2 separate regions of the Danio rerio genome follow, and region 2 is linked to region 1. A link is a contact called in public Hi-C data. All regions are on one chromosome and are shown on one strand. The core of a region is the stretch at or near the end of the contact, and the rest is flanking DNA. Distances in the headings are between cores, read along the strand shown. Region 1 holds the start of trabd (TraB domain containing). Region 2 holds the start of btbd11b (BTB (POZ) domain containing 11b).

Region 1 (2,852 bases), core at 177-2,676:
TTGCCATGTACACAAAACCAGTGTGTACAAGCTTGGCATTCATTTGGACACTCAAATGGAGCAGTTTTGTTTTCAAGGTTAAGTGAATGATATATCATATTTTGAAGTGCGAGTAAAACAAATAGCTCAAGTACGCTGTGCATTTTTTTCTCATGTGGGAAATGCCCAGCTAAATAAACAAAAACATTGTCCAGTACTCTTAGTACCCACAAGCAGGCAATAAAGAGGCTATACGTACGTTAAAAAGAAAAACTTTATGCTTTTAGGTGGACAATAACTTTTATAGTATTTTTTCTGCTCTGGATGTCAATTGCTATCAGTTACCGACATCCGTTAATATATTTTCTTATGTGTTCAAAGATAAGTTTGTACCAAGTGGAGGGTGTCTAAAACTTCACAGAATATTCATTTTTGAATAATAATTAAAGTAAATAAAACAACAAAGAAACAGAATCCCTTTCATGAAACATTATCTGTTTTACATAGTTACAATGCTCTTTAGATTAAATATTAGTGGACCAGAGTTTAACAATATTATAAGATCAGTTCACAAATTTCCAACCATACCATGCAGGCCAAACAAAGCATCAAGATCCCTCTGTCTTTCTTACCTCAGAGTTGTTGTCCTGTTCCATTGTCCGCTGTTCACTAAAACCTTAACCTGAAATAAAATATTACATCAGATGCATAAAAACACACATATGACTCCACAAAATGGAATTGAACACCTCTGCGACTGTTGACTGTGTACTGGCTTGTTTTGAAAATATGGAACACAGTTAGGAAAACCAGACACAGTCCAATTAAAGGATTTCAAACTTTTCTGACTGGTGTACTTGGGTAGGTTCAGTTAAGTGAGTCATCAGACTTCATAATCAGCCTGCCATCTTGCTTTGTCCAACTAGTCCACGTACACTTTTCAAACTACTGTATTTCCAAAACATCAGGGTCATTTGGAGTTGTGCTGAGGATTTGGATGTGATGGTCATTTGCTTGAAGTTGCTGAACAAAGCGGGTTTTATGTTGGCCGAGAAGCAGATCTAATCCTACAAAAGTAAGACATTAAAAGCTGGCAACCTACTGTCATCAGACCACCTGGTTGGCACATCAAACTCTTTTCTTTTTAAGCTTCCGAAATGATTTCATAAACATTTATTTTGAAAAAGACACATTTAAAATGATAGTATTTCAAAGTTAAACTGTAAACCAACTGACACTACTGACAAGAAGGTGAAACTAAACCGCAAATCTGATGGGACTGGCTGCAATCTCAGACATCACTCCGAAAAGCAACGAATATAAAACATAACTCTTACATTTGACTTGATAGAGAGCTTGTCCACTCTTTCCACGGAAAGTAACGGGTCCGACTGGACTGTCAGTTGTAGAAATTGATGATTCCTGACCAGGTAGCTAGGCTACAGGCTAACGTTGAATGCGCACACATCCACGCAGCTGTTAGCTGATGCTATGCTAATATTAGCTAAGCCCCTTCAAAAGTTTACTGGACTGCCCGAGAATAAGTTATGTAGTTCACTCACTGTTGCGATTATAATATTACATTTTAACATTAGAGACATGTAAATATTATTAAATCAACCCCCCTGTCTGTGGTTTGTATGCTAGCTTCGGCAAAACTGAAATGATTAAAGTTAGAGCTAGTCATCTGCTTGTGGTATGAAGTAAAGATGTAGCGCCGCCCATTGCAGCGGTTGCTGGGTAATGTAGTCCATAGACACTTTTTCTTTTGTTTGGTACAAGCTCTAATAAATTTTTATATATTAATTATGAAGAAATATAGGGTTATATGCCGAAATATGGCCCCAGTGATCTTTATTTTGCAGCAAAATCTTCTCTAATTTTTTTAAGTGCACCATTGTATAGATGTATCACTGTCATGTCTGAAGCATCATTTTGTTGTGTTAATAGTAAATGAAGATCAATTTAATGTGGTCATTGTGTGTCGTAATTTCTATATGTATCATCAGGGATAGGTAGTATTTATGGTTCATTTATTTCAAATATGTATTTCAAATACAAAATATAATAGAAATAGTCAAATGAAATAGTATTTTGGAATTTGAATTTGATAGGGTTGATGAAAATAGCTTAATATTTTGTACTAAAATACTTTAGTGTCTTGTATTTTTGTAGTTTGAAAATACTGTAAAATATTTTGTAAGGCTGCATGATGAAATCATTAAGATTCTGCCTTTGATTGGTGCTTTCTCAGTTATTTGAATATGCTTGAGATCAGACCAGAAAAACCTGCTGAAAAACAGCATATGCTGGTAAGGTATGTTTTAATTCTGTTATGCTGGTCTTGCTGTACTCAATGATGGCCCTGCTAATCAGGACCAGCAAGACCATCATTGAGACCAGCACTGAAACCAGCAAGACCAGCATCAAGACCAACAAAATGAGCATTGAAACCAGCAAGACCAGCATTAAAACCAGCATATGCTGTTTTTTTTTTTGTTTTTCAGATTAACATTAAAGAAGGTGGTCAGTGCTTGGAGTATGCAAGGAAACTATGCATAACATCACGGCGATACCAATACCTCACTAGCTGTTTAAACATCATGTAGTTAATAAGGAAAGATGTCTGCCTGAAGATGTCAAAGTGGGACAATATTTAATAATATAGCAATTTAGTCCACAGACTAGTCAAAAACACAGGACTCAGGTAATATCTTATAAAGAAAGAAGAAAAAAATCATTTAACAATAAAACACTTAATAAAACACCTTTTTAAAATATAAGAATTGTAGGACGTTGAATAATCATTATAGGCTACGTGAATATATCAATTTTACTGGCCACACAATGGGTGGGTGGAAACATAACAGATA
Region 2 (2,852 bases), core at 116-2,615, 200 kb after region 1:
TTATAATAATCTGATCATTTTTTGATTGCTGAACTTACCATTGGCATTTTTCCCACACGTGAGATGCTGATAGGGCAAAAGGAGGCCGTACAACTCTGAATCATTGCTCAGAGCCTGCTCAAAGGATTCCAGTGTAAATTTGGGGATCCCGTTATCCTTCTCCACCACCGAGCTATTCAACACCCGAGTGAAGACCTCGCGGAAGAGGCTCTCCATGCAGCCGGTCAGGTATATAGCCGCGTGCTCGTGGACGCGCACCGCGACCCTGCTGTCCACCATCCACCTGAAGAACTTCCCCACAGAGAAGACCAAGCCGCATCTCTCCGATTTCCCCCGGCTGAATTTATCCTCGGTGCTCATGTTGTACATGGACAGCGCGCTGAGTGAAGCGGCGATGCAGTTGACCGAGATGGTCCACGATAGAATCATCTTGATGGCACTTTGGACTTCGTATTTGGTGCATTTCCCGTAGCGCAAACTAAGTCGCTGCGCTTCCCGGGCGATCCGGACCAGCGCGCGGCTCACGAGCGCGGAGAGACGCGCGAGCAGGTCCGCGGAAACGGTGCCGAACCGCAACTCTTCCTCCTTGTTGAGCGCGTTCTCCACCTCCCCGAGGCTCCAGGGCACATCCTCAAGCTCGGGAAGTTTAGCACAGTGTCCGGAACACTCCAGGGTCTCGCCGTCTTCAGCCAGGACGGTGTTGACGGTGTCTAGGCTGTTGTGTCGACTGCGCATGGAGTCGGTCAGATTCCAGCAGTGCCCTCCATGCGCATAGGAGATGTGCGCCTCGGAGCAGCACAGAGACAAGCTGGATGACCTGAAGGAGTCCGCGGCTCCACCGTAACCCGAATCCAGCGTCAAATCCTCCAGGGTCCTCACCACGGATTTACCCCTTTTTGCCATAACTGCACTTCATATTGTCCACAAGGCTGAAAAGCGAGGGGAAACGTTCCTCTGCAAACAGGCACCACTACTCGAACGCTGTCTTCTGTCCACTCCACTGTGTTGTTGGAAAGGCGCAGGCGAGTTCTCAAATTGTTGCGTTCACTGTTGAAAATGCGCCCCCAACTTTGAAGGAGCAGCGCTGTTGTTATGACTCACACACGCACTAGTGTGTTTGAAGGCTGAGAGGCATCAGTTGGAGGAGGAGCCACGTACAGTACTGCATCCAGTACGCTGACGGGACTATTGCTGCCTACAGTTGCTTTTGAATTTGCACGGTCCTGCATGATGTTTCTGAGGTCATCTGGAGATCCCCTCTGAAAAGGTTACGGAAACAGTCAGTTGGACACCCACTCTAGCTATATAAAGTACATCTAAACAATATAGATAGATAGATAGATAGATAGATAGATAGATAGATAGATAGATAGATAGATAGATAGATAGATAGATAGATAGATAGATAGATAGATAGATAGATAGATAGATAGATAGATAGATAGATAGATAGATAGATAGATAGATAGATAGATAGATAGATAGATCTTTTACAATTTTACAAATTTGAGTGGATTAAACGTAAAACAATTAAGTTGTGCCAGAAAAGCAATAATTGTGTTGATTCCGCTCAATTTAAATAAGTGGTTTAAACAAGCAGCAAAAATAGTGACAATAGTATCAGTAGAAAAACTATGAGTGTGAATAGATAGATAGATAGATAGATAGATAGATAGATAGATAGATAGATAGATAGATAGATAGATAGATAGATAGATAGATAGATAGATAGATAGATAGATAGATAGATAGATAGATAGATAGATCATCTCTCCAAATAACAATCGTTCATAACATTTTTGTCTCGATCAGAATTCCACCAGGATATGAACTGTAATTGGTCTCGGGAGTGAAAACAGAGCTGTAGATCTAGTGGTCTTAAATGGCCAAAACAAATAGATAGACTTTTTACAACTAGTAGTCAGCATGCATGAAACTGCTCCGATCCAGTGGACCAAGCAGGGCTGCATGTTTGAGGACAAAAAGCAAGGGATCAAATGAACACCTGTCTTCTTCCCTTTTCTCCCTTTCAGATGGGGCTCAGTGTAACAAGATTCCCGCTCATTAATAATGAAGAGTATGCATAATATATCAGTCATCTTGAATGGACGGTTCTTGTGAACTTCACTCCCACAGTCTGTAAAGGTCATATGTTTTTCAGTGTGAGATTAAATGTAAAAGTGACGCATCAAGTGCCTCTTATTTTCTAGCAGCTCTGTCTAACACAGTAGGTATTTGATATATAAAGTAAAAATGTGCACTAAAAGGCTAACTCAAATTTACATCATGACTTACAATAGAAAGCAAAACTGTTCATCCTTTTCCATCTGAAAAATACCTAAGTGTTTATATGTTTCCAACTCAGTTTTAAAGTGATATATTTATATATTTTCCTTCAGCTTAGAGCCTTTGTTCATCAAGGGTCGCAACAGGGGAATGAACCGCCAACTTATCCAGCATATATTATACACAGCAGATGCCCTTCCAGCTGCAACCCAATACTGGGAATTAATAGTTGTTGATAGTGATACTTAATCCAAAAAATAATATTATTCTCACTATTTACTGCCCCTCAAATGGATTCAAACCTTTAAAAGTTTCTTTCATCAGCTAAACACAAAAGAAGATACTCTGAAGATAGTTGAAAACATTTAACCACTGACTTCCATCATAGGATTACCAAATACTATGCATGTTAATGGTTTCCAACATTTTTCAAAGTATCTTCTTTTGTATTTTACAGAAAAATATATACATAAAGGTTTGAAAGGATGACAAAGATCATTTATGACTGAACTATTCCTTCAACAAAGGTTGTATTCTACTCAACACTGACCTCTGTTGACAACATT

What was found. A called contact is a pair of places that touch in the nucleus more often than the background predicts.
Region 2: a Hi-C map of hematopoietic stem cells shows a contact between it and region 1, with 2.9 times the contacts expected there. The contact joins the promoter of btbd11b here to the promoter of trabd in region 1. A contact is called at or near these places in 2 of 18 Hi-C or Micro-C datasets (caudal fin and hematopoietic stem cells) and 2 of 4 datasets of contacts at active chromatin or transcription factors (caudal fin and embryo).

The regions. Positions count from the first base shown.
Region 1 is chr18:16,252,991-16,255,842 of GRCz12tu, forward strand. trabd (TraB domain containing) reads right to left here and starts at 1,427. Exons shown (of 10, transcript NM_212623.1): 1 at 1,317-1,427; 2 at 612-661. The coding sequence starts at 635.
Region 2 is chr18:16,453,579-16,456,430 of GRCz12tu, forward strand. It overlaps btbd11b (BTB (POZ) domain containing 11b), which reads right to left and starts at 1,366. Exons shown (of 17, transcript NM_001424048.1): 1 at 39-1,366. The coding sequence starts at 903.